7 separate regions of the Mus musculus genome follow, and all the other regions are linked to region 1. A link is a contact called in public Hi-C, HiChIP or PLAC-seq and promoter capture Hi-C data. All regions are on one chromosome and are shown on one strand. Each heading gives the region's core, a stretch centred on a gene start, on an enhancer-like site or on the middle of the called end of the contact. The rest is flanking DNA. Distances are from core to core; before and after follow the strand shown.

Region 1 (4,177 bases), core at 830-3,329:
CTTTCTACAACGTCTAGCGTCTTCTCGGTGGCGCTGGAACCCGGAGCCTCCCACTTGGAATCCTTCCCTCTAGAGACATCCATCTCAAAGGGGGAGCTCTTGTCCCCAAAGTTACAGAGAGATTTAATATACTTCAGAAAGTATTGGCACCCAGAGAGGGTAGGAGGGACAAAGTACCTGCCTGACATTCCTTTGGGTCTCCACCAGCTCCTCCCCCACTGCCTACAGGACCACCTCCCAAGGCTCAAATTCTCCCATCAGCGGACCAAGCTCTCTCTTCAAAGACTCAGGCGGTCGGAGGGTGTAGGTTATTTTAGAGGCACGCCCCTTGGAGGACAATTTCAGAGCTCATATAGGTTTTTCTCAGTTTGCGGGACAAGAATTGACCCTCCACCGCGGCCTAAATGGGACAGAGGCCAAGGCTCCATCCGAGACAATGCCTACTTTTTCCACTCTCCCACCTCCCAGGGTGGCCACGCTCTGATTTCAACACCGGTGGTTGGTTGTGACTTGACCTGGAGAAGGAGCTTCCCCCACCCCCTACCCCCACCCCCGCCCCCACCCTCTGGAATCCCCCACCTATGACTCTGTTGGCCCTGCCTCCGCCCTGCTGGGCTGGCATCTGCTCCCTGTTCCCTGCCCGGAAGGCACTGGGGCGTCAAGTTCGACTTCCATATCATTTAAGACCCACCAGAGGGCGGCGCTGGGCAGGGTGCCCCTCCTCCCAGGTAGCCCTAACCATACACTCTAGAACTGCTCCGCACTGCTGGCTCTGGGCAAGCCTTTGAGCTCCAGTTTCCTTCCATCTGGTTCAGCCTAGGCCATGACCAAGCCCATGCGGGACACACACACACACTCACACACAGATGCGAGCCATACTGTTGAAACTCCTCCAGCCCCAGATGTGCTCACAGTTCCCTGCCCAAGTTCCCTCGATCTGCACCTGCTCCCAAACCCAGAGCTTCTAGGACCTCAAGTCCTGTACTTCCACGTGTAGCTGGGTACACTCCTGTCCAGCTCTAACAGAAATACAGTCACCGGCTGTCACACAGCCCTCTAGAGACCAGGCAGCACACCGGGGATCGGCGTGAACCGCCACACCTCAAACACCCTTTCCTTAACAGGCTCCCACATGCCGCGACGCTCACACACTTACCCTCCTGAAGGAGTTCACACCCCCAAACACTCAGACTTTCTCTCTCACCTCTCCATGCAACTGATCTAGACTCTCTGTTACCTCTCTCACACACACACCATCACACAGCCACATCTAAATGTACTCCCGTGCCCTCTCCAAACATAGCTGATTCTCGGACACTCACAGACCCAACAAAGACACACACACACACACACACACACACACACACACACACACACACACACACACACACACCACTGGCACAGACCCACGAGAGCTTTCTCCAAAAGATCTATCCTCTCTTCGCTGCACGGAAGCCCTCCTGGACTGTGCCTACAGCCCGAGACTCCCAGAGCCATCCGGGCCCGCGCCCTTCTCGGTCTTTGCGCGCATCCCCCGGCCCCGGGCTTCCGCGGGCGCCCGCACACTCACCGCGTGCCAGGTCCAGAATCGCGGCGAGCAGCAGGCAGGAAGCGCGGCGGAGGCTTGGAGCAGCTTGCATGGTGTCCAGAAGCTGGCGGCGCTGGCCGAGGCGGCGGCGGCGGCAGCGATCGCAGTGGCGGCGGTGGGTCCCCTCGCCATGGGCTCAGAAGCGCTTGTGACCCGGGCCGCCGGCCGTGGCGGTGACGAGAGGCGAGGAGAGCCGAGGGGAGGTCCCCATGCTACTGTAGCCCGGCCGCCAGGCTACCCGGGGCTGCTCTGGGCTGTACCGGGATGCTCCGGGCTGCACCACCAGGCTACTCTGGGCTGTAATAGGATGCTCCGGGCTGCACCAGACGCACTGGCTGCTCCGGGCTGCACCGGACCTGGCTGGGGCGCGCAGCTGCTCCCGGCTGGTTGGCTGCGATAGGCGGCCACGGCGGCCGGAGTCGGATCCGTGGCGGCAGTGGCGGAGTTTGGAGCCGAAGCTCTGCCCGCGCCGCCGCGCTCTGCCCCGCGCTCGCTCTTCTCGCGCCCCCTCCTCTCCCTCCTTTCCTGCCGCCCCGCCCCCGCCCCCCCCCACCCCCCGCGCTGCGCTCGCTGCCGTATTCTACAGACTTTTCTTTAATCCGTTCTGGGCTGTTCGGCTCTCGTCCGCTAAGCCGATTTATTGCAGAGAGGAGAACTCGCCCCCCTCCCTCTCGGCTTCTACCCTCTGCTCCCCCCACCCCCATCTCATCACAACTGCTTGCTTGTGAGCTGCATCCTCCCATACACACACACCAAGCTTCGCTCCACCCGAATCGCCCTCCCCACCCCTCCACCTGGACGTGTCCCTGGACGCCCCTTTCCTCCGCTTGGTGGATGCAAGCACCCTTCCTCCTTCCAGGAGAGAGAGATGCTTTCCCCGGAGGGATGTAGGTCCTCAGGGCTTGCTTTGACACCTATGAACGTCGTCCTTAGGGGCTTCAGAGCTTCAGTGTTCCACAAATAAGGGCTACCCTCCAGCCCGCGCCCCGCGCAGAACAGCTGCATTGTATGTGCAGGCTGGACCGGGCAAGGGAGGCATCGACTTTTTCTTCTGAGACCAAGATGTCACCTTAAAAAAAAAATCAGGGCTGACACCCCAGCTCCTCCACCTGAGAACCGGGGTGGGGTTGAAACTTGTGTCAGATCGTCGCTTTGATCGCTCACGCACTATTGAGCCTGGGCTGTGGGGTCTCCCACGTGAGGAAGAGGCAGGTGCTCCTAGCTCTTAGGGTGGTGGTGGGGGTGGTGGAACCAGGAGTTAGATCGTCAAGTTCCAGAATGAACAGCAGAACCAGAGAGTGACTCTGAGCCCCCAAACCAGGACCCAGGTCTCCTTATGCTGCATTCTCCAGGGAAGTCCCAGCTCCCCTATCTTTACTAAGCTGCTGCATCCTTGTTGCTCAGTTTACTTAGCCGGGCAATGGGTACACTGGCAGCCCCACTGGCTGCAGGCCTTGGGAGAGGGGTGGGCAGTGAGTAATGGCCTGGCAGGTGCTACTAGGAAAGACTTGTGCCAGGATGCCCCACGGAGTGACCCACTCTCCTCCTTACCCTCTGCAGCCTTGTCAGCACATGGCCTTTCAAGGCAGCTAGCTAGCTAGCTGCAGTTCAGGGTCGCTCAGCCTCCCTGCTCCAGGGAAGGAGCGATTTGCATTTATTTAGATCTGAGCGAATACGTTCACCTGACAGGCTTTAGAAGGATCCTCTTAGTAAAATAATAATAATGATCGTAATAAACCCTTATAAATAGGTGTTTGATTACAGTTTGTCCCTCCGTGGGTATTTTTTTTTTGAATCAGACTAATTGGTTGCTAGACTGATTGGGCTGGATCTGGCTTGAACACTGGAGTCTTGGGCCTTTATCCTTTCCCTGGCTGTTCTCCACTCCCCCTTGCTACGCCTCCAAGTCTCATCTTCCCCAAGCTACTGAGGGGTGAGCTTGAGGGCATCTCCCCTCCCCTCCAAAAAAAGCTTCCCCCCCACCCACCCCCCGCTAAGCAAGCCAAGGGAAGAGCACAACCCTTGCCTGTCTGATCCTGCCAGTCTCTCCCTCCCACCTCTCTGCTTCTGGCTTAGGAAAAAGCTATCCAGGATTCTAAGCCCTCGGTGTGAGAGGTTCCCTGGCTGAGGAGCTCCAAGCCCAGATGCCCCCCCGCCCCCCCTCCCGGGCTGGGCTAGGCTTACAGGAAATGCATGCATTGCTGTGTGGCCTTCCATGCTCTTGGAGTCTAGGTGCAACAGGATGGAGCCAGGTGAAGGAGGACAGGCAAGAGTTCTTCAGAAGGCCAAGTGGGCGTGGCTTCCCGGCCGCACCCACCTACCACTGTCCTTGGGGGAGGAGCTGAAAGGAGCAGGTCATTGGTGAAACTACCCATCAGTCCCAAGCTTAACCAGCTGGGAAAGAGGGCCAAGGTATTGTCTCCACGGAGTCCTCTAAGAATGGCGTCAGTGGAGAGGGTGGAAAGGAGAAAAGAAGTTTGAAACCAGGGAAGTCTGGTTTCACGGCTGAGTATCTTGGGCCTGGAGTTTTTTATACCTTAATGGACCCACCTTTATTCCCAAATCATCTTCACTATCCACCCTGTCCTT
Region 2 (4,177 bases), core at 827-3,326, 480 kb after region 1:
CAAACCTAAAGCTGGCAGTCAGCCGCCCTGGCTAGAGGCCTGCAGTGGATGAGCGCAAAGTGCCCGGCCACAGCCCCCTCCCTTTAGGCTAAAATTCTCACCCAAGCTTTCCCACGGGAAGCTCTAGGACAGGAGGAAGGCGGGAAGCCCTGGGCAGGAACCACTCTGGCTGTCCAGGGGCTCCTGAAATCTTCTGGTCATCTACAAAGGGTAACAGGAAGGGAGTTAACGAGGATGGTGGGATTCGGTTGAAGGTGCCTGGTTTAGTGCTGTTAATTGTCTTATTTTTTTTTTTATATCTATATTTCTGGGAGTAAACATTTTAAATAAACGGCGTCATTGTTTACTCTGCGTTGGCTTTCATGATTCCTCTTCAGTAGCGTGGAGTGTGTCCCCAGCCCTGTGCACGTGCCCCGGAAGAGTGACCAAAGAGAGCTTCCTGCTGGGCTGGAAGGGTGCAGAGAGCCACGGGCCCGTGGGGTAGTGGCCAAGGGCTTCCCAACTAGGGCTGGACACAGTCCTGAAACACACATGGTCCTAGCTGGTTTTTGTGGGTGGGACAAAGTCTCGTAGCCCAGGCTGGCCACCTTCCCAGTGCCCTGCATATATATGTGAGGTATTCAGCCCTAGGTTAAGTGGGCTAAGTGTGGCTGGCTGGTGACATTTTGCATCTCAGTACCTGGGCAGTTAAATGAATCCTAACCTGTAGTGCTAATCTGGTTATGCCCCAGCAGTTTAATAAGCTCTCTACTTCTGAAGTTTCTTCCCTCGCTGTCTTCTCTGACCCTCTGCTTCCCCTGGCTGGTGGAAAGACAGAAGATTGACTATAAAGCATTACAGTGCAGTGTCTGAATGGAAACGGGGGGGGGGGGGCGTGCGGGGGGGGGCAGAGAAATCAGCATTTGAGTAACACATGGATAACCTTTACACAGTGCACAAAACCGTCTACAACCTGCCAGGGGCCTACCGAGTGCTGGCAGTAAAGGTGTGAGCCATCCCACCCACATATGTGTAGATTTGACCTAAGGCGTTCCAAGACTTGGGTTTTGGTTGTGAGTGAACAAGCGTTTTCTGGCTTGCTTACCTCTACCCAACCTTATGAGCAGTCTGTAGGGTGCAACCCTTCCAGGAGCACTTGTAATCAGCCTCCAAACTTCACAAAGGATCAGAGGGTGCCTGGCCCCTTCCTTTCTGCCAATTGCCCACCAGGGGGCACTGTAAGGTTAGCCTTTTATGCCACAGGAATGGAGCTTGGACTGATGTCTTGGGGGGCGGGGGGGGGGGGCTACTACATATCCTGGCTGCTATTTCCTGTAACACATGACAGTCCTGAAGTCAGGTCACTGTTCTTAATGTTTTGTAGAGGAAAGTTGTAGACAGGCGGTGAGCTCGGTCACAGGGAAGGGGCCTGGTGGGCAGACGGACCCTGAGAGGTCCCAGTTGTGTCCCCTGGCCACCTCTCAGGAGTGGCCTTGGGACAGTTCCTGCAGAGCTAAAGAGACCCCTACTTTCTACAGCAAAGGCTCTCAACTTTCCTAATGCCGAGACTCTTTAATACAGTTCCTGTGGTGACCCCCAACCATTAAAATTACATGGCTGCCTCGTAACAAATTTGCTATTGTTAACCAATTTTTAATGTCAGTATCTGTGTTTCCCAGTGGTCTGTGAAAGGGGTCATTCAGCCTCAGGGAGGTTGGGACCCACAGGCTGAGAGTCACTGTTTTACAAGTTGTCCTTGCAAGGTCTGGAGCCTGCTAGTTGCAGCTGTGTCTGGAGAGCCAGCAGCCTCCCACAGCCTCCCATTGGCAGTTTCCTTAGGATGAAGTGGGCTGTGGGGGACCTTGATCTGCCATCGAATGTTTACCCTTGTTGGGAAGGTACGAGACTCTGGTGGACTAGTGTTGGAGAGGCCCAAGACACAGCCTTATCCAGTCTCTGGACAGAGTGACCATAATTTAGAGTCAGCAAGGGTAGGCAGAGCCGAGCCTGTGATCTCCGTGTTTAAAGCTTCATTGCTCTGTGTGTGGGTTTGCTTCCATATGCAGCTGTACCATGTGTCACAGACTGCCTGGAGACCAGATGGAGAAGCCCTCTTGTGGGAGTTTATAAATCCGCTCTAATCTCTCTGGCAGATAGCAAGGGACTCCTTCACCCCGAAGCTCTAGATACTAGAATAAAAGACACACACAGCCTTCTATTCTAATATGCGTTAAGCAGCTCAGTGTCTGGGCACTTCTAAACCTCCCTGTGGCTAACACACCCTCCCCTCTGATATCCCGAAATTATTACTAAAACCTGTATTCCATCTTGGCTGCCCCGGACTCAGGCCATAATCCCTGACTCTCATGTATTGTCTGTCTGTCTTGTACTTCTCACACGTGATCCTTCTGCTTCCCCGACATGACAGGACCATTCTGAATCGCTAGGGTTCCCGTGGCCAGGAAATCTGAGGTCCTGCCTCTGTCTCCTTGCCCAGCCATTGGCTTCCAACAACTTTATTTGCCAATCAGAACCAGCTCAGCGTCTTACACATAGATATGTGGGTTCCCCATAATTTTGGGGGCCAAACTAATACAAGTAACAATAAAACCAATCCACAACAGAGCCCCTAGGACTGGAATTACTGATGGTCGCGAACTGCCGTGTGGGTCCTCTGGAAGAACGTCTGCAGACATTAACCACTGAGCCATCCCTCCATCCCCTAAGTGTTTCAAGGGAAACAGGACTCCTGGGGCTCGGTGCTAAGAAGTGCTAGGCTTGCCATTCCGGTGAAGTGCTTGTCCATCACACCAGAATGTTGCCAGAATACTGGGTTACACCCCCCCACTGTCAACATAGGTACACGCATGCCAGCCAGCACTCAAGCAGAGGCAAGGAAATTGTTAGCATTTCAGGTTTTGTGTTTGCGGGTGTACCTACATAGATGTGGTAGAACCGTCCATGAAGATGGGAATCTGTCCTGTGTGGGCCCCAGGGGTCACACTTGGTTGCCAGGCTTAATGGTCTTTACCTTTTGAGTCATCTCTTCAGCCCTTTACATAGGGAGTTCAAGGCTGGCCTGGGCAACTTGAGACCCTGTCTCCAAAGGGAAAACACAAAGCACACTTTCTGGAGGTGGAGGGTCACATAAGTGAATTTGGATTGTCAACTTATCCAAATCACCCTCACGCTGGCCAGTGTTGCTCCAAGTTGTAGCTGGTCCTGGAATAGTCTCCCTGCCCAGAGGTCTATTAGCACTGACCTTATTCTAGCATCTTACAACCAGGCTGAGCCCTTCCCAATCCAGGACATGGAGGCACAGAACCGTTAGTCAGATACGAGTCTGATGCCAAGTGGCCACTGGCTTTCACAGAATTAGCCACTCATAAGCCCAACACAAGAGGCTATTACAAAATGAAGTATCAAGTTTTAAGAAGCCACATATGTGGGTGTCTACTAGGTAGATTGTGGAAGATAGGTGCATCCGATGTCTCAAGGACCATGCTGCTAGAGCCCAGGGGCCTACAGCCAAGCTGAGCCTGCTAGGGTCCCTGCAGGAATTTGGTCAGGGACCTCAACAGAAAGAGGCAAGTCCCCCAGAAAGAGCCCTGCCAGGACAGGCAGGTGCTTTCTCCCTCCTGGGCTCAGTACTCTGGCTCTAGGGATGGATCTAGATGTACAACTAACCATCCAGGAATGCAAGCAGACATGGGAATCCTATCCTCTCTGTTATGTGTCAGGGTCCAGCCTAAGAGTAGGGGCCACAGCCACGAAGCTCTCTGCAGCATCAACTGTCATCTTGGATTCATTAAGTACAAGTGAGCAAGAAACTGCTTGTCACCGAGGCCAGAACATCAAACCCACCCCTATCCCTGAGCAGGCCTCGCCACCGAGTAGCTCAAAAGTCACCAAGTGGCTCCGCGAGGCCACCGCTGTCGTGGAAAGGAACGCAGGGCAGGAAATTTCCGCAGGACAGCTTGGGGTTAGACCCTTCACCCCTGGCTCCATCAGACTGCAAGGCCACATACACCCCCAGCTACTTACAATCCTTAGGGGTGTGATGGTCGTCACTGCTGGCTCCAGACTCTGCTCTACCCTGGACTCAAAGGATCAGAGCCACTGTTTTCAGGTTTGCCAAGGACAGTAGGAACCTACAGATGTACCCGACCCTAGAACCCCGCCGCTGTTACCAGCACCG
Region 3 (4,177 bases), core at 897-3,396, 410 kb before region 1:
GCTCTGGCTTGAGCACCCAGGACTGTGGCAGCGGGAGTCTGCACAGCTTAAGGACTGGGGATATAAAGCTGTCTGTGTAGCGTCTGGGAACACAAACCGTCCCTTAGCAGATTCCCAGGCTTTTTAAAACACCCTTAAAGTTCTCATTTCGTTGGGGGGGCAAATCGAGGGCACACTCCACGATGATCACAAGCTCCAAAATACCCCAACTTGGTCTCAGAAATGCAGTAATTGTCCCAGCAGTCTTTGCTGCAACTAAGATGGGCCACTTGTGTGTGTGTGTGTGTGTGTGTGTGTGTGTGTGTTTGTGCACGCGCGCGCGCGTGCATCAGGAAGATAGGCATACCTAGTGTGTTCTGGGGAAGGGAGAACTTAGGTAGGCCTTAATGCAAAGTCTACACAATTTTCTTACAGAAGGTTCGGGGGACACCCGGTGCACTAATCCAGCCTCGATCCCCCCAATTTGGGGACTCGCGGCTACAGAGATCTAGAAGATTACAACGATTTCACAGCGGCCCGAGCGGAGGAAGCAGACGGAATAATTGGAAAGGGGGAGGCTAGAAGAGGCTCGGTCTGCTGAGCTGTTCCTACCGCCCCCTCTTTACTTTCCCGCTCCCCCCTCCTTCACCAATTTTTCTTTGTAAAAGTAGGTATCTGAAACCACTCTCAGATTTAATCAGAAATCGTGCGTCGCCGAGCCAGAGTCCCTCGGTCTCCGTGGCGGGGTACGCCATTAGCGCTGGAGAGCTCTCGAACGCCCAACTTTATATTCAAGAGCCTCTTTAGCGACCGGCACTCGGCTCTCCTCAGTATTCTGCGTCATGTTGGGCAAATATTGTCCTAATCCTTTGCGCGTCCTTAGCCGCCTGTTTTGCTTGCATTCGTTCCAGGAGAGGACTCCGGCAAATCCCCGGCTGCCGCGCTCTCCCGCCTGCGTGGCCGCTCGCGCGCACTTGATCACGCAGCCCGCTCTCTTCGCCTCTGTCTAATTCGGGGACCCGGCGGCTTCTCGCTGCCCGAGGGAGGGGGCTCCCTCCCTAGATCGCCGGCTGCCAGACCGCCCCTTCTCGCCTTCTCTCCCCATCCTCCCGCACCCACAAGTGGGGCCCACACAATGACAAGAGGGGCGGCTAAAAAATAAAATTGGCACGCCGTTTCTAACTGCTCCTGAGACACCATGGGCTGTCTGAGCCGAGGAAACTAGAAGACCCTTCGGTGACTGGCTGAAAGCCTTCCATAGGTTTAAATAGAAAAGGGAGGGGGCGCGCAAAGGGGCCCTTTCTCCTCTCCCGGCCGATCGCCGCCGGCCGGTCCCCTCTGCATCCCCGAGTGGCTAGAGACTCAAAACAGTCCCCTGGATTGCTGTACCCTCTTTTGGTCTTGAGTTTCTTTCCCGGGACATTTGCAGACTTTAGAAAGACGTAGGGAAAAGTTATGTTTTTAATTTTTTTGTTTTTGTTTTTGCGGGAAATAAGGCACTATGCATTGTTTTTAATTAGTTTGTGTCGGGGCCGGGAAAAAAAAAAGCCAGTTAGTAAGTTGCTTGGGAGGAAGCGGACGGTCTGGTGGAGTGGAAATAGAGTGTCGCTTGTTGGTATTTCGAAATAAAAGGGGTTGGAGGGACCCCATCCCGACTTTGAGGGACCAATTCAAAACTAGGGAAGAAAGCCGGCGGCGCTGCGCAGAGACCCGGGAACTCTGTTGTGTCAGAGAAGAGTGGGAAACCCTGGAATTTACCGGAGCGCAAAACGGACCAGATGCGAATTCCCCGGGGAGTCGCATCCTGCGGCGAAAGGCCGGCAGCCGGTGACCCACGGAGCGCGGGCCGAGGGTCAGCGGAGTCCACGCAGAAACTGACAAGTGTCCGCTCTAGAAACTTCCCGTGTCCCACGCGGAGACTGGGACCCAGCAGAGCCCAGGAAGCCCCGCTGCTCGCTCCCCTGGAGGGTGCCATCTCCGAGGTCCTCCGGGGGACCCTGTAAAGGCCTCCTGCGCGCTCTCTTACCTTCCAGGGGGAAGCCGGTGCGCGGGTAGTTCTGCCCCGGGCCGGGTCTCATCATCCTGGGGACCGCGCCGGGCAGCGCCGCCATTCCTGCGCACGCTGGAGACGAATCCAGAGTCGGCTGGATAAACCTCTTGGCGTCTCTTCCTTTCACCCCTGCTGCGATCCTCCTCTCCTCTTCTTCCCTCCCCCCCCCACTAGCCTCTTCCCCCTCCCTTCTGCACCCCCCCCCACCCGGTTGCAGACGCGCCCCTTCCAGAAGCTGGGCGCGGGGGGGGGTGAGGTGGGGGCGGGAGGAGTGGAAGGTGGCGACAAGGAAGTTCAAACAAACAAACACTCCAACCCCAAGTCCGCCTCCACCCGCCGGGCTCGGCCAGAAGTTAAGCCGAATGACACCGGCTGCCGTGGGCCGAGCAGGCCGGGCTCCCTGTCCCCAGCTGCGCCTTGCGGGCCACCCGCTCCCGCGCTCCCGGCCGAAGTTCCTGAGCCCAGAGGTTGCGGAGTGGCTTTCTTTGGGTCTTTATTTATATATTTATTCTCTGGCTCGGACTCCCTCCTCCCCTCGATCCCTCCTCTCAGCGCCTCTTTCTGCTGGCCCTCACACCCTGTCCCCCGGAGGACTGGAACGGGGACGCGCTCCTGCTCGGGTTTCGGACTGGAGGGGAGGTGACCCGAGCGACAGGGTTGGGGAACACAAGAGGAAAAGCGAGGGGGCGCGAGCGATCAGCTGGGTAAGTTGTGCAAAAGTGCTCAACGGCAGGGAAGGGGAGGGAGCAGGCTGCAGCCAGAGAGATCTGATAGGTTCGGACTTTTCTTTTATTCATGAGCAGGAAAGGGGGCCAGTTCGGGAGGGAGAGGGGACCGATAACGAAAAGAAGTCTCCAACGAGTATTTTTTCCCCTTCCTTTTTAATCTCCAACTCGACCTCGTTCTTTTTTTTTCTTTTTCTTTCTTTCTTTTTTTCCTCAGGGGGTCGCGGGGGAGGGAGATAATTTGAAACTCTGAGTCCAGGGATGGCGTGGGCTGGGGGTGCTCTGAGGGAGGGAGAGGGTAACTTCTTTTAAGTGTTGTCCAGAGATGTGCTGGCAGGTCTGTGCTCCGGACGGCTTTCAGCTGTCTGCCCGCTGTGTAGGAAAGCCGGCCTTGGGCTGGGATCTTCTCTGTCCGCTCCGGCTATCTCTGGCCTCCTGGACTAGGGTCCACCGCACGTGTCCCTTCTCTTTTTAGTTCACTAGCTCTGAACATTCCTTGACAACTACTCCCTCCCTGGGCGGAACAGAGTAGGGTGACATCCCCGGAAGAATTTTGACTTCGCTGATACCTGTCAGGGCTTTACTGCTTGCGCCTGGCCTGGCCTGGCCTCCTGCAGCTCGGAGAAACGCAGCAAAATATACATCCCCAGAGATGCTGGCAAATCCGAGTCTGCCAAACCCTGGGGAATAACCTCTCCAGCTCCTCCTCCAGCTCCTAGGCCACCACCTTGGAGCCCTTTCTAGTGGACTCAGAATGTCCTGGAGGCGACATCAGCAAGGCTAGGGATCTGGGAGTCAGATGGGAGATGAGTGGGAGACAGACAGATAAAGCTGGGTACCACCAACTCTACTCCTCCACTGGAGGGCTGGGGAGGTGGTGGCCCAATTAGTTGCGCTCTCTCTCTCTCTCTCTCTCTCTCTCTCTCTCTCTCTCTCTCTCTCTCTCTCAGAGATCCCACAATTCTGTTCTCTGATGCCACAGTAACCAGTGGTCTCTGCCTTAGGACATAGATTCCTAGGGTTGAAAAGCCCTCCCAGCAGGGTAGGATGCCACCCATTACAGATCTTTTGTGCCCCCCCCATACATCTCCAACACTCCAGTAAAGGGCCTCTCTGGCCCAGCCCTGGAGGTGAAATACAATAAAATAAATCCAGTCCTCCAGCTCATGCCCTGCCCAGCCTTCTTGGAGGGGGTCAGTCTGGTCTTGGCCTGGGGGTGCTCTCTGCTGGCTGGCCTCAGTGTGTCCTCTCCCTTCCCCTCCTCCTCACCTGTGACCTTTGCCCCTCTCAGCATGCTACTGACCCTTTCTCCTAGCTGAGGGGTTCATCAGACTTCTTTGTGGGGCAGGGGTGGGGGTGGGCTTCCGGGGATGGGAGACCTGTGGAAAAGCTTGTTAAATATATGCTTGCAGGATTGAATGGG
Region 4 (4,177 bases), core at 601-3,100, 390 kb after region 1:
GCCCCATCTGACACAGACTCAGGTCAGAATTCTGGCTCGTGGGTTCTCCAGGACTCGGGACCGTCTGCTTACACCTACCACCTTTGCAGACACTTGGCCCCGCTTAGAGAAAATCCCTGATGCAACATCCAAACCTTCTAGGAATTGCTGAGTGAGTCCTCCCTCACGTGTCCTACCCCCTTGCCCAAATGTCTGCACCACCATGAGCCAGGTTGCCCCGGCCATCCCAGCCAGGGTGCAGTCACATGACCCACATTCGGGGGAAGTGATATCCGACAGTCAGGGTGGGAAAACAAAGGGCTGGGAAGGGGAGTCTGTGGATTGCAAGTTGTCACAGCTCATAGGGATGCCCCCAAACTCCACTGGCAATAGGTGTCAACAGTCCTGAAGGGTCAAATACAACATCTATGAGACAGGCTACTTCTCACTTGGGGAATGGAGGCATTCAGAGGTCAAGATCAATGGGGAATCCACGGCAGAATAATTAATGCATATGTTAAAGTCTCTGAAAAGTCCTAAGTACCAGACTCTGGCGAGCCAATGAAGACAAAGGGACCGGGCGTCCCTAAGTGGGCAAAAGCCCCACCCACCAAGATCCTACCCTGGTGACATGCCAACAGGAGGCAACATGCCGAGATAAACCGAGGCTGACAGGGACTCTCAGGGTTTCAAGGGAAGGCTCCAGAGTCACACGGGACAGTGCTCACACCTAACACGCAACCGTGCGACTTTGGGCTGACTGCTCACGTTTGCCCGCCTCATCTGTACAATGGAGATAAATTAGCCTGCGCCTTACTTACAAAACAACTAAACCAGATGATGGGCCGCGGTGCCTGTGGTGCCAGTGGTGGGACGGTGTGCCCGTGGTGGGACATGGTGCCCATGGTGAGCCGCGGTGCCCATGGTGGAACGCGGTGCCCGAGGTGGGACGTGATGCCCGTGGTTAGGACTCCAGCCCTGTAGGCCCCGTTCATGTCTCCCTGCTTTGGGGCTCTATAGGGCGTGGCTTGCCCACAGAGGCTGTACTCAGAGTGGGCGGGTCCTTGAGACCTGCCTGACATCTTGTCATCCCCACATGAGGTGTGGGCTTGCCATCTCTGAAACACAGCTCCCCATGGGGCAACCTCCCTCCATGGCCTCATGTGACCCGGGTTAATCAAATCCTGGACCTGACCCATGTGGTTTTCCCGGACACTCCAAGAAACTGACGCCCTGAAAGCTTTCAATCCGACCAAGTAAGTGGCTCCGGGAAGACCCACGCCCTGCTTCCCATCACCAGAGGCCCGGGAGACTACAAAGACAAAGTTCAAGGCTGAAAGATCTGTCCTGTGAGCCCCTCCCTGAGGTTACTCAATCTCCTGCGTCTGCACCTGAGAAAGCGTGTTTCATCCACCCTCTTAGGCTCTGTGACCTTGGGCAGGTTGCTTAACCTCTCTGAGTCTCTGAACTCCTCCTTCATAAAAAAAGAACTGAGCAGTGAACAGGAGGAAGCAAGCAAGATTCAGACACCAGGCTCGTCCTCGGGGGCTTGTACCAGCTTCAAAGGGTTTCCTGTGTCTCCTCCTCTTCCTCCTCACCCAATAGGTCCTCGGGATGAAAATTCTGATTGTGCATTCCCTTGGGACCCAAACATTTGAACGGCCCCAAAGTCCTTCCAGGTGACTCGGAGGTCTCCCATGAGTGGTCAGAGTCCTCCCCCAGCCTCCCCTTGCTCTCCTACCCCCTCCTCAGCTGCGAATCTCTGCTCTGCATCTGCGCCTGTATCCAGAAGGCGCTAACTAGACAGGCGTCAGACAGATGGACCTCTGCACACTTCTGGCAACCTCTTGGCAAGACCGAAGGAGGTCACCAAGGTCACGGACAAGGTAGCTTGCTGCCCTACCTCCCTTTACACAGCTGGGCGTGGTGGGAGCCTCTCCTGGCTACACAGCCAGAATAATGCTTGCACCTCTGACTTAGGGTTGATCTTCCCAGATCCCAACCCTAGAACTGCATGCAGGTCAGGTTCCTCACAAGTGGGCTCCCAGACTCTCATGTGGCCCCTGCGCAAACCTCTAAATGTGACCTCGTGCTGAACCAAATCCCGTTCCCCCCCCAAGCCATCCCTCAACTCCCCCACAAACTGGCGCATTCACTAACACTGCCACCAACCATGTATACAAAAGAAAAATCTACAAGTCACCTGATTTCTTCCTCCCTCCACCCGCCCTCTGCATAAAGTCTTAGTTTGCAATTCTAGCTGATTCTATCTCAGACACATAACCCTGATCCCACGCTTATCCAAGCTCCCTGGCACAACCTGAACCTATACCCTGGTTCCCCATGGCCCAGGGAGCCTACAGCCTCGCCCAGCAGATTGCTAAAATCTTCAAGTGACTATGGCAACTCACGGAGACTGAGGTAGGTGGAGCACAGAGCATGTGTGCCAGTGTATGGCTCAAACCTTCCTGAACTCCCACGCTGTCTCCATCCATTTATCCCCTCCACTGACTTGAAACTATGGCCTCCCTACCCTGAGTCTGGCCCTCAGCCCTGGATACCCAGGCAAATGCCTCCAAGTCGTGGCCACTCAGTCCAAGTGTCTCAGATAAATTATCAGCAGACAGGCTACTGCTTAACGGATCACAGAGGTGGGGAGGTGAGATCTAGCTGATATCCTGAGGTGGTTGTTGTTGCCTGCCCTGGGAAGGGACTGTGAGATCTCAGTTTCTCCCAGTTTCTTTCCTCTCTGGCAAACACTCCCACCATTACAATGCCATCTGCCATCTGTTGTGAGCCTGTCATCAAAGCTCAGTATGCCAAGGCACTTGTCACCAAGCCTGACAACCTGAGCTCAATCCCCAGGACCCAAGTAGTAGAAGAAAAAGACTTGACTACCTCTAGTTTGTCTCTGACATCCACAAAAGCATCAAGACACACACACACACACACACGCACACACACACACACACACACACACACGCTAAAGAAATTCATGTAAGGCATAAGTAAAAAGAATGTTACCTAAAAATATGTCATTCTGGTGTAAGAATTCTTTTGATCTAAAGGCCCTGCGCAAGCAGGGGGACAGCCCTGTGCAAGCAGAGGGGACAGGAGTGTCTCTGCCTGCTCCCTTCTGTCTACAAGCAGGGCCTACATTTCCCTTTGTGACAGGGACATAAATCTCTCTCCCTTAAACAGGAAGCAGAGGAATGTTGTCTGCCTAAGAGGCCTACTGAACATGTGTGATGGGCGACCTTGATGTTCAACTGGACAGATTGCAGAGAACCCCAGGAGCCCTATTTCTGGTCCATCTACAAGGGTCTTTCTAGAGAGGCTGACTGAGGAGAGGACACACACACACATACACACACACAAGATCGTGGACACCCCCCCCCCATTGTGGGTGACACCATCTCAGGGGCTCAGGTTCCAGTCAGCAAGGAAAAGGATAAAATTGAGCTGAAAACCAGCAGCATCCCTCGGCTTCCTGACTGTGGATACAATGTAACCAGCTGCCTCTAGCTCCTGCCTGCAAGCCTTCCCGCTGTGATGGACTGTGCATCTTCAAACTGTGAGCCCAAATACTGTGCACCTTCAAACTGTGAGCCCTTCCTTCCACAGGTGCTTTTGCCCCATGTGTTACAGCTAACACAGCCTCGCTTCACTGCTGTTTTCTAGCCCTTTCCCAGGACTGACAGCCTTCTCCCTTAGCTGATCACTTCAATTTCATCATCCTTTGTTAACCTGGGATGTTAACTTCTTCAGGGATCTCACTGCTCCCACATGAAGCCCCAACTCAACTTTCTTTCTTTTTTTTTTTTTTTTTTTTTTTTTTTTGGTTTTTCAAGACAGGGTTTCTCTGTACAGTCCTGGCTGTCCTGGAACTCATTCTGTAGACCAGGATGGCCTCGAACTCAGAAATCCACCTGCCTCTGCCTCCCAAGTGCTGGGATTACAGGCATGTGCCACCACTGCCCGGCCCTACTCAACTTTTAAAACTTAACATTTAAAATAAATAAAGCTTTACGGGGCTGGAGACAAGGCTCAGTCGGTAGTGTGCCTGTCTAGACCCTACAAGGCCCCAGGTCCCATCCCCAACAATGCATAAAGCAGGCATGATGGCACACACCTGACATCCCAGGACCCGGGAGGCTACAGGATCAGAAGTTCAGGGTCACTCTAGGCTAGTGAGTTC
Region 5 (4,177 bases), core at 606-3,105, 370 kb before region 1:
CATGAAATACAGGACACCCATGCTACACTGTACAGACCAATGAAGCTAACCAAGAAGGAAGGCCCAAGCGAGGATGCTTGAATCTCATTTAGAAGGGGGAATAAAATAGTCATAGGAGGCAGATGGAGGGAGGAAACTGGGTGGGAGAGGGGATCCGGAGGGGAATAGGGGATGGGGTTCAGTATCAGGTGTGGGGAGGGACAGGAGAGATGCCCAGATGGCTATGAGAATGAATGGAAATCTGATAGGGATGAGGAGGTGGGGGTGGGGGCGGGCATCCCCAGGATGTGATACCCAGGAGATTTTAACTTGTGTCAAGCTGACAGTTAGTAGCAACCATCACACCTGGAGAAGGCTGTGTGGGGCACAGTGAAGGTGGAGATGCTCCGTTCATGTGGAGCCCAGGGGGACAACCGCAGCTTTGTCAACTGCTACAAACCAGTCTCTCAGGGACACCAGGCTCAGGGGCCAAGGCAGACATCCACCTGCATCAATCCTGAATCCTGACTTGAGGTGTATCTCCAAGCCCCGGAAGTATCTGCTGAGCACCACATGGCTAAGCAATGCCTTTGTAGGACACTGAGACTGGCTTTTTGTGGCAACTCTGGACTCGGGAACTCTTAAAAAAAACAAACAAAACAAACAGTTCAACTTCATGATTGATTGCTCGATTGATTAGTTGACTTATTCATTAATTTACTGAGTGTTTATTGAGTGCTCGATGGGAGCTGGGAGCAGTGCACAAGAGAGACAAGTCCCTGCCCTGCGGGTCACATGTCAGAGACGCAGTCAGAGAGGAAGTCAGAGGGTCAGCAGATTGCCATGACAGGACAGAGAGGCAAACAGAGGGCGAGGCAAGGAGACGATGTGGCAGAGGTGGGGAGGAGCTGTCTCGGAGGTACACTGTGACCGAGGCCTTCAGCTATGACATGTCCGAGCAAATGACCGGGCCAAGAGAACAAAAGATACAAAGAGCCAGAGACAGAAAGGGTTGATGGTGAGAGACAGGGGCCTGCCTTGTGTGAGAAAATGCCAGGAGTCTGACATGACAGCGGCTTGGGCTGCCGTGGGCCTGAAGAAGCAGGTTCATTTATTCATTTCATTTTATTATTTTTCTACACAGAAGGGAAGGACAGGAGGTAGGGCAACATAGACCTGGCCTCTCCCTGTGACGAGTTGCTTCAAGGAAGGGGATGTCAAGATGAGTCTCCTGAAGGAAGAGGGCCTCCCCCGGGACAGAGGGAAGGGTGGAGAAGTCTTGGAACATAGGGGAGTAGAGAGGGCACCCCTAAGAACAGGTGGGCCGTCAGGATGGAGAGGTCAAGAAGGGAAGGGCAGATGCCTGTAGCATGCAGAGGAGTAGACTCCTGCAGCACTGGAGGCAGAACCTGGCCTGCATCTCTGCTGGCTCTGCAGCCTCAGGCAAGTTCCTCCACCTTGGAGAGACTGTAACAGATGTCCCTGTTTGGGCCATCCTGACAGTGTGGTTGTAACTGGCCAGTCCCAGGCCCCTCAGCCCACTGGGGCCTCAGCTTAGCTCTGTCCCATGTTGGACCTTAAATGCGTGACTTGGCAATAAGGGAGGCGAGGCTCCAGCTCAGGAGTCAATGAAGCCACCAGAAGACCTAGCCTTGCCTCCCACTGGGGGGCCCAGCTCTGGAGAGAGTGCTCCCAGAGGCAAGCAGGACACATTCCTATTTAGGTTGTGTTCGCATAGAGCAAGGCCTCTAGCAGGCAAGACTCCCAGAGGTGACTTGTGGGGAGACCAACCCCCCCCCACTCCTTCCTGCCCCATCCAGAAGCTCCCAGAGCCTCTTGCCTGAGTGGTCTTGACTGACTGAGCCCGCCTCTATTCAGCAAATACGGAATGAGTTAGCGTAACAAGGCAGGTGCAGATCTGTGACTGGGATCTAGTGACAAGGTCAGATGGCTCCAGTGACTTTACCTGTTGGAGGGACAGACAAAACCAAGCTACCTGCCTCTGGGTCACTAGACGGACCCTTGACAGTGTGGGAAGGAGGTAGGGCACAGTGAGTCTGGGTGTACCAGCCACCGTGCCTCTGTCTCCAGCAGGTGGCAGCAGGTGACTGGGTCCTGGTTGCCAACTCACTAGCAGCCTGGGTTCAGCCAGTGTCCTCAGGAGTGGCCTCGGTTCCTGTTGTTAAGGTCTTCAGCCCTCTGTTCTGTCGGATGGCAGGTCTGAGCTCCCCATGAGGTAGGAAGGAAGCTCACACAGATAATCCAGAGATCAGGGACCAGAGTCAGGGAGGCAGCAGCAATGAACCCAGCCCAGAGCATCCCTCCATATCCCCTAGAGGAAGCCAGCACCCAGGGAGGTGACAGAGGCAACAGGCTCCTTGTTTTGTTTGTTTGTTTTGTTTTGTTTTGTTTTGTTTTGTTTTGTTTTTGTGTTTTTGTTGTTTTTTTTGTTTTTGTTTTTGTTTTTTGTTTTTTGAGACAGGGTTTCTCTGTATAGCCCTGGCTGTCCTGGAACTCACTCTGTAAACGAGGCTGGCCTCAAACTCAGAAATCCTCCTGCCTCTGCCTCCCGAGTGCTGGGATTAAAGGCAGGCTCCTTGGTTTAAATTCAATGTCCAGTCTCCGGAAACCTGCGTCAGATCTGGGCTTTGCCACTTGCAGGCTGGGGGCCTCAAGTGACAGACCCACACCCTCTGAGCCAGCACCCAGGCCCTCCCAAAGCAATGGCAAGGACCTGAACCCTCTGTGCATACAGTACCCATAGTATGGGATAAAGCTGCCATCAGGGACCTCCTAGTCTAACTAGAGGCTCATAGCCCTACTCAGGAGCCTCACAAGCCCTTCCATTTCAGGCTATGCCTTACAAGACAACGGTGACTTTTTTTTTTTTTTTGAGACAATACCTTGTGGAGTCTATTCTGACCTCACATACTCTGACTTCACACACTCTGGAGTTTCCCACAGTCTGTCTATAAAAGGTGCCATGCCCCAAGTGTGTGAACAAGTGCAAATACATGTGTGTGTGCATGCCTCAAGTGTGCATGCTGGTGCATACATAAAGTGTGTATGCATGCCTCACGTGTGTGTGTGCAGGTGCACATACAAGTGTGTGTGCATCCACGAAAAGGCTACAGGGCAATCCTGGCTATTTTTCCTGGGCTGCGTCTGCCTTGTTCTGTTTGTCTGGGGCTTTTGATTTCTGTATATGTGTGAATGTCAGCATGTCTGTGCATGCATGTGCCCTCAGAGGACAGAAGAGGGCATCAGATCCCATCTGAAACTGGAGATACAGGCAGTTGGGAGCCATCGTTTGGGCACTGAGTACTGAAGGTCTTCTGCAAGAGCAAAACATGGTCTTAGCACTAAGCTCTCTTTCCAGCCCCTACCTTGCTTTTTTGAGACAGGGTCTCTCACTGGCCTGAGGCTCACCCATTAGGCTGCACTGGCCAGCCAGTGAGCCCTAGGGATCCTACTGTCTCTACGTGCCCAGAACTGGAACTGCAGGCATGTACTACCAAATTCTTTCTTTCTTTCTTTCTTTCTTTCTTTCTTTCTTTCTTTCTTTCTTTCTTTCTTTCTTTCTTTCTTTCTTTCTTTCTTTCTTTCTTTCTTTCTTTCTTTCTTCCTTCCTTCCTTCCTTCCTTCCTTCCTTCCTTCCTTCCTTCCTTCCTTCCTTCCTTCCTTCCTTCCTTCCTTTCTTTCTTTCTTTCTTTCTTTCTTTCTTTCTTTCTTTCTTTCTTTCTCTCTCTCTCTCTCTCCCTTCCTTCCTTCCTTCCTTCCTTCCTTCCTTCCTTCCTTCCTTCCTTCCTTTCTTTCTCTCTCTCTTTCTCTCTCCCCTTTCTCTCTCTCTCTCCCCTTTCTCTCTCTCTCCCCTTTCTCTCTCTCTCCCCTTTCTCTCTCTCTCTCTCTCTCTCTCTCTCTCTCTCTCTCTCTCTCTCTCTCTCTCTCTGTTCTAGGAACCAAACTCATGCTTACACGACAGCTTAAACAGGCATTTACTCCTCAGATTTCTGGAATACAGACACGTGATACCAAGGGCTGCCAGGGCTGCTGGACTCCAGGTCTGATGTTCCTGGCTTGTGGCTGGTTGGCATCTCGTGTCTTTGTGTCACCTCTAGCTGCCTGGTAGTGTCAGTGCCCCTTTCTTTTACAATTCAATCCCAGGGCATCAGCAGCTTACCCACTCCAAGGTGACCTC
Region 6 (4,177 bases), core at 479-2,978, 300 kb before region 1:
GTTTATTTTGCAGGCTCCATACACTGGAGTCTAAGAGAATAAAAGAAAAACATTTCTTGCTTAGTAGAATATAAATACATTTATCTAAATTAAAGACAAGTTTAAAGAATCTTAGTGTGTGTGTGTGTGTGTGTGTGTGTGTGTGTGTGTGTGTTTGTGCAGTGCCCTCAGATGTCAGAAGGGGGCGTCAGATCCACCTGAGCTGCAATTACAGACAGTTGTCAGCAGTCCATCATGGGTGTCGGGAACAGAACTCAGGTCCTCTGCTGGACAACAAGTGTAAGAACTGCTAAGCCATCCTCTCCAGCCCAAGATGAGCAGCTTCCTTAACTGAGAACAAAACCTGGGCCATGGCAGAGAGTACTAAATCCCAACTCTCCCACCATCTTAGAATGTCCATCCAAATTTTAAGAAGCTTAAAGCCACAAAGCTCATCTAGTCAGCTTATGAAACATTTAAAATGCTGAGAATTTGACTTACATTGTCCATGCTGTGCGTAGACCCCAGATCAAAGGCAGATGCTGGTCTCATTTCAGGAACACAGTGGCTGCCTGTTCCATGCCTGGCTGTGTAGGACCGTGAAAGGCAGCCTGTTTTGGTTGAGCGAAGCTTGTTCCGGAGACCCAGTAGAAAACTCTACAATGGACAGAACAGTAAGCCACATTTCCAGACATAGGTGCCTGGCACCACGGAGCCCCCAACTTCATAATCCTGTGACTATAAGTCTAGCAGACAGTGTTCCAAGCTCCTGGCATTCTGGCTGGACTCCACCCCCACAGTTACCTGACAGTAGCCAGGTATGCTCCTCCCTGCAGTTACCTGGCAACAACAAGGTAGCCCAGGCAACTACAAAAGGAGCTGCTTGGCCCCTTCTCGCTCTCTTAAGCTTTCACCTTTCTTATTCTGATCTCCAGCCCTCCTTCTCTCCTCCCTTCTCCCCCTCTTCTCCCCACATAGCCATGACTGGCCTCTTTCTTTTACCTTCTCTCTTTCTCTCTGCCGGTCTACAATAAAGCTCTAAATCCATAGACTTTCTCTGCTCATCAAGACCCACTGTGCTTGAATGATGGAATAGGCTTTTGGAAGGCCTTCCTGCGCTCCAGCCACAGCCACAGACCGGACCAAAGACTCTTGCCCATGTGAGAACCACCCAGAACCCCCTCTCTCCCTGCCCTCTTCACTCTTCAGCCCCAGGGATGATCGAGCTGCCTCTGGGGCCTCCACTTTGTTCTCAGCTCCATATGGTGACATATGGTGGCATCTGGGATGTCCAAGACTGAGAACCTGTTATCTCTGGCCTCCGTGAGGCCCAGAGTCCTCAGACTGCCCCCTGCCCACCCACTGCGGTCCTGGGGTCTGTGGCTTCACACAGTTAGACACCCACCCGGGGCTGCGTGGAGAGTGCGTGGCAGTCCTCCGAGTCCGCCCTCCCAGAACACTGGAACTCTTGCGGGATGCAGGATCTCTTTCACTTCCTTTATTCCCCCCATGCCCGCTGCCCCACATGGCTGTCCCCATCAGCAGCTGAGCTTGGAGTCTGTCCTCTCCTCTGACCTAATTTGAAGCAAGGCCTAGGTCAGTCCAACTCCTGTTTATGGATATAAACCTACCCATTACCTCCTTCCAATGACCCTGTGAGACAGGATCACCCCCATTTTATAGATGCCGAATTCAGGCCGGGTGAGAATGAACGAGAAGTTGAACCATAGGAGACTGCTTTCGGTAAATGGCCATGCTACACATTCCGGAACCACCACACAGCGTTCCAGAGCCCTGATCGCCTGATCTGTCCCAGCGGCAGAAATGGAGCTTATCTGGTGAGCTCATTCACCGTGTGCAAACGGCCCTAATTGCTTAAAAACAGTGTGCTGTCTTAAGTAGGTTAAACAGTCCCTTCTGCAATCTTGTTTGTACTATTAATTTGAGTAACAAACTCTTAATGAAGGCAGGCAGGCACCAGCCCAGCCAGGCTAAGAGGAGGATTACAAGATCCTGTTTGCTGGAGTTGGGTCTGGGGGCGTTGGCTGCCATGTGCTTCCCAGCTGTGCTACCAAGAACTCTTGGGATAAAGGGCCTCCGAATGAACGCGGCAGTTGCCTGAATTATTAAATGAAGGGCTAAACCAAAAGAAATGTAAGAATGTTGCCAGTACAATCGTGCCAACATAAGGTCCTGCCGGGCCCGTTCAGCAAACAGATAAGACTCCATTTTAATTAGCACACTAATGGTCTCCATCAGATGAATGCGGAAGAGAGCTCAAACACAGTTTATTTTGTTAAGTGGGCTTCGCAGTGCTCCCTGAGGCCTGACATCAGTGCTCCACTGCTCTGCAGCCCAAGAGCCCCCACATCAGACTTGTGTGGCTCCGTGTGAGAAAAGGAGCCTGGGATGGTTTGTATATTCTTGGACCAGTGAGTGGCACCATCTGGAGGTGTGGCCTTGTTAGGTGTAGGTGTGTCACTGTGGGTGTGGGCTTTAAGACCCTCATCCTAGTTGCCTGGAAGTCAGTCTTCCACTAGCGCCATGCCTGCCTGGATGCTGCCATGTTCCCACCTTGATGATAACGGACTGAACCTCTGAACCTGTAAGCCAGCCCCAATTAAATGGTTTTTGTTGTTGTTGTTTTGTTTTGTTTTAATTTATTTTATAAGACTTGCCTTGGTCATGGTGTCTGTTCACAGCAGTAAAACCCTAACTAAGACAGAGCCCTATCCAGACCTGGCTTCTAGAATCCCTTTGAAGAAATCAAAGATGAGGGCTGCTAAACTCCACCCAGTCCAGACTCCACCCAGTCCAGACTCCACCCAGTCCAGACTCCACCCAGTCCAGACTCCACCCAGTCCAGACTGTTGTCAGCTTAACAAGATTTAGAAACGCCCAAGAGATGTTTCTCTGGGCATGTCCATGAGATCGTTTCTAGACTGGATTAACTTAGAACTGATTCTGACTGTGGGCAGCACCCTTCTTCAGGCTGGAGTCCAGGACTGAGTGAGGAGGAGAAATGGGGCAGAGCCTCAGCATCCACCTCTCTCGGCTTCCTGACTGCAGGCACAATGTGACTGCCACACCTTATGTTCCTGTCGCTAAGCCATCATGGACTGCACCGTTCAGGCTGAGCACTAGAACAAAGCCCTCTTGACCCGGAAGAGGAAATCTTAATTGAGAAAAAAACTGCCTCCACCACATTGCTTGTAGGCAAGTCTATAGGGGCATTTTCTTGAGGAACAATTGGGTGGCAGAGCCCAACACACTGTGCATAGCGCTCCTGACCAGTATAAGGAAGGTTGCTGAGTGGGAGCCTGGAGAACACGCCAGGAAGCAGTGTTTCTCTGTGGCTCCTATTTCAGTTCCTCCTCTGGGCTCCTGCCTTGAGTTCCTGCCCTGACTTCCCTTGATGGACCATGACTCAGGAAGTGTAAGCTGAGAAAGCCCTTTCCTCTCCAGGCTGTTTTGGGTGATAGTGTTTATTACACCGGCAAAAAGCAAACCCAGACACTTCCTTAAGTTGCTTTTTGCCAGGCATTTAGTCACTGCAAGGAGAAAAGCAAGTAATAGACCTGTCACTGGCACCACCAATCCATCCTCCGCCAGGTGACCCGAGGGACGCACTTACAACTGAAGCCATCCTGTTCTTAGAAACCATTCATGCCAGATGTTGGCTATTGATGTCATTCTCCCTAGGCAGCTCCCGAGGCTTGCTGGAGGAGAGCAGAGTCCTTGTGTCTGCAGCATCTACGGTACCAGGAGCATGGTGACAGGGTGTTTGTGTCAAGGGGGCTGCAAACCTTTACTTGCAGTTTGTCCCCCCCACCCCACCCCCCAGGGTTTGTGTACTGGATGCTGAGTCACCAGGGTGGCGGTGTGAAAGGAACCAGGACCTTTAGGAGGCAGGGTATAGTGGAAGGTGGTTACGATACTGGAGGGCAACATGCCCCTGGCATGGATTGGTGCTGGCCTTAGGGAGGAATTTAGTTCTGGAAGGGGCCATACGTTAGTAAAGAACAAGGCTGACCCTTGCCCCAGCTCCCATGTGATCACTTCTACACACTTCTTCCTACCTTCGATACCACCTACCAGGGGGAGGCTCTGGCCTGAGCCCACATAACACTGGTACCATGTTCTATGTCTCAAAACTGTAAGCAAAGCAAACCTCTTTTTTTTTTTTGTAAGCACCTAG
Region 7 (4,177 bases), core at 470-2,969, 300 kb after region 1:
AGAGGCAGGACATAGAGGGAGGTGATTAGATGCTGGGAACATCATCCCAAGAAGAGATGAATGCAGTTCTCATGGGACCCCAGTTCATTCCCTTGAGAGTAAGCTGTCACCTAATGAACCAGCCTGACCATGAACCCTGCCTTCTAGTCTCACCAAACACTGGCCTCCACATGTGATCCTATCATAATGCTATGGCCCTGAGACCTTACCGGGGAAAGGTCTGGGGCTGTCTGAACATGAGTTGTCCAGCTTCCAAAACAGTGAGGCAAATAAACCTTTTTCCTTTTTACAGTGTCTAACCTCAAGTATTTTGTTATAGCCAGAGAAAACAAACTATTACCAGTTCTGGCTAATGTAGGCTGGTGACCATCAGAACAGAGGCTCTCGACCTGGGAATCTGAGGACTAAGTTGTCTGGCTATATGCCCTCTGTGGGGCCAGGCTACAAGGCACTCAAGCCTCAAGCATCTCAGAGAGCCTGAGAGATGGCTTGGCAGGTAAAGGGGCTTGCCGCCAAGCCCAAAGACCTGAGTTCAATGCCCTAAGCCCACATGGGGGCAGGGGAGAAGAAAATGGATACCCAAATGCGCACCATGGAAAGCCCCCCCCAAGTAAATAAATAAATAAATAATGTAATTTTTAAAACTTAAAGCATTTCAAAATGGACACACTCTACCCTCCCAAACCTGTGGCCTTCAGACAAGCCTGGTTTGTGGCATGTCCTCCCCTGACCTCCCACTGCCCCTACTTTGGAATGGAGTCAAGAGCCCAAAAAGAACCCTCAGACACTCCAGCGGTCCACAGCCTGTGGGAACCCCCAGGGGACCTGCTGGGATGTTCACCTCTCTTCCTTGAACCTTGAGTGCATCGGACACAACTGCATCAGGGGTGCACACATATGCACATGCATATGTGTGCACACAAGTGTCTGAAGGTCAGAGGTCAACACTGTCAACACTGTCAACAGTCAACACTGTCAACACTGGGTATCTTTCTCAACTAACGTCCACCTTCTTTTTTGAGACAGGGTCTCTCACTGAGCCTGGAGCCCCACCTGTCTCTTTCCCCCACCACTGGGATTGCTACAGGTTAGCAGTACACACCGATCTCTTTTATATGAGTGCAAGGATCAAGTTCTTGTTAGTGTGGGAAGCAGTTACCACTAGGCCATCTCTCCAGACCTTTAACCATACAATTTAATCCTCACTGTGACCCAGTAAGGGGGGCACAACTGTCTCTCTGGTTGGTACTAAAGACGTGTTGCTACACTATGAACTACAATGCTTTCCAGTGTCACACGACTGGGGCATTCCAGGCCAGGAAACAACTCCAGCAGGAAGGCTCCCAGTCTTCGCCCTTTTCCAATGGCCAGCTCCTCCGAGACGGGGGTCTGGCACAGCCCAGCATGAACACAGCTGTCCGCTCTGAAGACAGCATTACTCTCAACCCCAGGAAAAGCAGAATTCAACACACACTTCACCGAGCACTTACAGGCCAAGGTCTTGTCTGCCCAGGAAAGAAGCGAGGCCAGCAACTCCCTTGCCCAACTCGAGCCTCCTCAGGGGGAAGAAATGGGCTGGCTGCCCACTCCTGTGGCCACCTGAGAGCCCGAGTGAGTGGAAGAGAAGCTTGGGCAGCCGCCTGCATACACATCTGTTCCCTCAGTAATTGGACAAGGCTGGCAGTCTCCGCTCTAATTCATCCGGCTGCCAGCGCAGCGCTTGATGGGGCACAGCTGTCTGGGCTAGGTAGGAGGCGGGCAGGGCTGAGCTAGAACAGCCCAGGAAATACGGCAAGACAGGCTCTGGCGGCTCCCCCAGGAGCCCCTTCCTTCAGGCCCATTACCCATAGATATTCATGCCTGTCTCTCTCAGCTGATGTGGGGCTCCTCTGCCAGTCCACGTGTTCTGGAGCCCTCTAGCTCCAAGTGAGGAGATACACGGGCCCTCACTCATCCTCCCACGTTCTGGACGGCAGATGAGACAGAAGTCTGCTAGGGGACTCCGCCATCTCTCTCTGACCTATGACAGTTCACTTGGGTGTGGCCTGTGTACCTGCAGAGGCCACACCCCAGGGTCACCCTTGGCTAAACAATGCAAGATCGACCCAGACAATCTCCCCTCCACAGACACTGGCTTCCACTCCAAGGCACACAGGTAACCCCCACTCTTTCATTATTTCCCTTTAAAAAGGCCCAGGCAGCCCATACTCTTCAGGATAACTTTCCTTTGAACGATTACATGGGAGAGTGGAGAGATGGCTCAGCAGATCCGTTAAGAACACTGACTGCTCTTGCAGAAGAACTGGGTTCAGTTCCAAGCACCCACACAGCATCTCACAACCATCTGTAACTCCAGCTCCAGCTGGATCTGATGCCCTCTTCCGGTCTCTGTGGGTACTGCATGCATGTGGTACACACACACAGAGCATGCCAGCCAAATGCCCAGACACAGAAAATAAAAGTGATCAAATCTCAAAGAATTAGATAAATTTTAGGTATTCCGAGGCTTTATTCTTTATCCTGATTGGGTGGGGCTCGATCGGCAGCAGGAGAAACAGCCTTTCTCAATTTTCCCTGCTCCCAGCCCTGGCCTCCAGGGCCCAGGCTGGGCCAGCCTCTGGCAGGGCCCCTGCACTGGACTCCAGGCCTCCTCTTCTATGCACAAAGCCCCCCTCCACGGGTTCAAATCAAGTTCTAGATGACACCACTGCCTGCCTTGGATCCATAGGGACTCTGGGAATGAAACACTACAAGATTCTCGCGGTCTCCCTCGCCCAGGGCCTAGCCTCATCACCCAGAGCCAAGAGTCTCAGTGTCCCCTCCAGAACTCACATTGCAATGTAACAGCCACTGTCACAGCACTAGAAGATGGCTCCTTTAAGAGACAATTAAGCCAAGCTCAATCCTATTCCCTGCCTTCCCTTTTTGATTTGTCTGCTCCATATTGATTTGGTCACTTAGAATGTGGGTCCCCAGGGCCCTCTGGGGTGTGTGTCATTCTTGCTATATGGATCTCTGTTTAATGCCACCTCCTCAGGGGCCTCCCTGAACTTGCTAACTGTATAGCCCCCATTTCCCCCATGCCTACTGTGTCTCTTCTCTATATTCCCCTCGATTCCCTTCTGCGTGCTGAGGTCCTGCCTGTCTTTGTCCACTAGACTGAAGGCCGCATGAGGCGGGGACCTCGTACGTCCCGGTCACCACTGCACACCCAGTTCTAGCATTCAATAGGTGCTCAGGGATGACCCGTGAACAGACAGATGAATGGAGGAATGAACGATGAACTTACATCGCCAAGGTGCTCTGTCAGCTCTTAGCGCCCCAGTCTACAGCCCAGCCCGCACGGCTCCTGCGACTATTTATCTGTGCTGGGTCCCACGCTCGCTCGCCCGTCCCAGAGCTCAGGGTCCTCATCTGCTTGGGAGAGGATAGACAACGGTTGCTCCAGATGGAGGGGCGGGCTCTGCCAGGACATAAGGGACAAGTGACGGCTGTGGGGGCGAGCTTCCTGGTGGTTAATACCATGGAGACTGTCATCAGGTGAAACCAACCCCTTACTGACTGTCATTTTGGCTGGGCCTTCGTCTCCTGTGAAATGCCGTTCTAACCACTATTATAAGAAGTAAAGCTAACACGAAAAGAATGCAGTGGGCAAGTAAGAGGGTATGAGTGTCACAGAGCATGCCAGGATGAGGGCAGTCCCACCAAAGCAGCCCTTTGGCCTGGTGGCGTCGGGCACAGTCCAAAGTCAAGACTTCAACAGATGAGGTTGCTAGTATCCACTATCACAAAATAATGGAATTTTCCACCCCGTGACCCATGCTGGTCATTCTCACACAGACCTCGTTCGTTCCGCGGAAAAGCTAGCTCACAGAACAAGAACAAATGGCTTGGCCCCCTGGGTCTCTAAGCTGGACTGAGACACTGGGCATGCCTTTCCAGCTGTGACAACTCTACCTAGACACTGGTTCTCCCAGGCTAGGCAGGGCCTCCACAGCTACCACACGCCGGGTCCACTCACCTGCAGACTGAGGGTCCGGGAGGAGAAAGCGGGGACGCAGCAGGCCAGGATGGGGCACCAGAACGGGGCTTTGCTTTTCTTGTCCTCATCGGGACACAGCCATCCTGGCTGGTTCTCCTCCCCTGCAGCAAGAGGAAATGGGTATATGAAACTAGT

What was found. Promoter capture Hi-C pulls out the DNA fragments that hold promoters and counts their contacts. A called contact is a pair of places that touch in the nucleus more often than the background predicts. HiChIP or PLAC-seq counts read pairs in DNA pulled down with a chosen protein or histone mark.
Region 2: a Hi-C map of cortical neurons shows a contact between it and region 1, with 2.5 times the contacts expected there. The contact joins the enhancer-like site here to the promoter of Igsf21 in region 1. A contact is called at or near these places in 3 of 39 promoter capture datasets (the 3T3-L1 cell line, hippocampal neurons and liver), 7 of 484 Hi-C or Micro-C datasets (the HPC-7 cell line, the N1E-115 cell line, cerebellum and 3 more), 2 of 115 datasets of contacts at active chromatin or transcription factors (astrocytes and embryonic forebrain) and 1 of 9 other capture datasets (embryonic stem cells).
Region 3: a contact with region 1 is called in a promoter capture Hi-C map of embryonic stem cells, with 22 times the contacts expected there. The contact joins the promoter of Pax7 here to the promoter of Igsf21 in region 1. A contact is called at or near these places in 10 of 39 promoter capture datasets (the 3T3-L1 cell line, cranial neural crest, embryonic stem cells and 4 more), 8 of 484 Hi-C or Micro-C datasets (all in embryonic stem cells), 8 of 115 datasets of contacts at active chromatin or transcription factors (astrocytes, embryonic forebrain and embryonic stem cells) and 1 of 9 other capture datasets (embryonic stem cells).
Region 4: a contact with region 1 is called in an H3K4me3 HiChIP or PLAC-seq map of embryonic stem cells, with 3 times the contacts expected there. The contact joins the enhancer-like site here to the promoter of Igsf21 in region 1. A contact is called at or near these places in 1 of 39 promoter capture datasets (liver), 1 of 484 Hi-C or Micro-C datasets (embryonic cerebral cortex) and 4 of 115 datasets of contacts at active chromatin or transcription factors (embryonic basal ganglia, embryonic forebrain, embryonic stem cells and 1 more).
Region 5: a contact with region 1 is called in a promoter capture Hi-C map of neural stem cells. The contact joins the enhancer-like site here to the promoter of Igsf21 in region 1. A contact is called at or near these places in 4 of 39 promoter capture datasets (embryonic stem cells, hippocampal neurons, liver and 1 more), 3 of 15 datasets of contacts at CTCF or cohesin (embryonic stem cells, hippocampal excitatory neurons and stem cell-derived epiblast-like cells), 72 of 484 Hi-C or Micro-C datasets (B cells, the HPC-7 cell line, the N1E-115 cell line and 37 more), 20 of 115 datasets of contacts at active chromatin or transcription factors (SST interneurons, VIP interneurons, astrocytes and 13 more) and 2 of 9 other capture datasets (embryonic stem cells and pancreatic islet).
Region 6: a contact with region 1 is called in an H3K4me3 HiChIP or PLAC-seq map of forebrain, with 4 times the contacts expected there. The contact joins the promoter of 4933427I22Rik here to the promoter of Igsf21 in region 1. A contact is called at or near these places in 1 of 39 promoter capture datasets (hippocampal neurons), 2 of 484 Hi-C or Micro-C datasets (the N1E-115 cell line and embryonic stem cells) and 5 of 115 datasets of contacts at active chromatin or transcription factors (embryonic basal ganglia, embryonic forebrain, embryonic midbrain and 2 more).
Region 7: a contact with region 1 is called in a promoter capture Hi-C map of hippocampal neurons, with 12 times the contacts expected there. The contact joins the enhancer-like site here to the promoter of Igsf21 in region 1. A contact is called at or near these places in 3 of 39 promoter capture datasets (hippocampal neurons and liver), 4 of 15 datasets of contacts at CTCF or cohesin (the NIH/3T3 cell line, embryonic stem cells, hippocampal excitatory neurons and 1 more), 86 of 484 Hi-C or Micro-C datasets (the AML12 cell line, the AtT-20 cell line, B cells and 52 more), 16 of 115 datasets of contacts at active chromatin or transcription factors (PVALB interneurons, astrocytes, bone marrow-derived dendritic cells and 11 more) and 1 of 9 other capture datasets (pancreatic islet).

What each region holds. Positions count from the first base shown.
Region 1 is chr4:140,244,732-140,248,908 of GRCm38.p6, forward strand. It overlaps Igsf21 (immunoglobulin superfamily, member 21), which reads right to left and starts at 2,080. Exons shown (of 10, transcript NM_198610.2): 1 at 1,571-2,080. The coding sequence starts at 1,640.
Region 2 is chr4:140,722,870-140,727,046 of GRCm38.p6, forward strand. It overlaps Rcc2 (regulator of chromosome condensation 2), which reads left to right. Exons shown (of 13, transcript NM_173867.5): 13 at 1-351. Among named protein-coding and RNA genes, the nearest start is that of Padi6, 18 kb to the right of the region's middle. Within about 2 kb of position 2,077, at least 32 of the 459 cell types and tissues checked have an H3K27ac peak or open chromatin away from gene starts, as enhancers often do. A contact at or near this core is called in cortical neurons and hippocampal neurons, where this site is marked.
Region 3 is chr4:139,830,822-139,834,998 of GRCm38.p6, forward strand. Pax7 (paired box 7) reads right to left here and starts at 2,147. Exons shown (of 9, transcript NM_011039.2): 1 at 2,006-2,147. The coding sequence starts at 2,090. Gm46873 (a long non-coding RNA gene) reads left to right here and starts at 2,647. Exons shown (of 3, transcript XR_001784470.2): 1 at 2,647-2,733.
Region 4 is chr4:140,639,076-140,643,252 of GRCm38.p6, forward strand. The region is part of intron 1 of Arhgef10l (Rho guanine nucleotide exchange factor (GEF) 10-like); the gene reads right to left. Among named protein-coding and RNA genes, the nearest start is that of Arhgef10l, 25 kb to the right of the region's middle. Within about 2 kb of position 1,851, at least 19 of the 459 cell types and tissues checked have an H3K27ac peak or open chromatin away from gene starts, as enhancers often do. A contact at or near this core is called in embryonic stem cells and forebrain, where this site is marked.
Region 5 is chr4:139,875,391-139,879,567 of GRCm38.p6, forward strand. No RefSeq gene overlaps it. Among named protein-coding and RNA genes, the nearest start is that of Gm1667, 33 kb to the right of the region's middle. Within about 2 kb of position 1,856, at least 9 of the 459 cell types and tissues checked have an H3K27ac peak or open chromatin away from gene starts, as enhancers often do. A contact at or near this core is called in neural stem cells and stem cell-derived motor neurons, where this site is marked.
Region 6 is chr4:139,941,791-139,945,967 of GRCm38.p6, forward strand. 4933427I22Rik (RIKEN cDNA 4933427I22 gene) reads right to left here and starts at 1,729. Exons shown (of 3, transcript NR_045159.1): 1 at 1,618-1,729; 2 at 481-636.
Region 7 is chr4:140,548,507-140,552,683 of GRCm38.p6, forward strand. It overlaps Arhgef10l (Rho guanine nucleotide exchange factor (GEF) 10-like), which reads right to left. Exons shown (of 29, transcript NM_001290803.1): 22 at 4,022-4,143. Among named protein-coding and RNA genes, the nearest start is that of Gm42335, 55 kb to the right of the region's middle. Within about 2 kb of position 1,720, at least 19 of the 459 cell types and tissues checked have an H3K27ac peak or open chromatin away from gene starts, as enhancers often do. A contact at or near this core is called in the N1E-115 cell line, cerebral cortex, hippocampal neurons and 1 more, where this site is marked.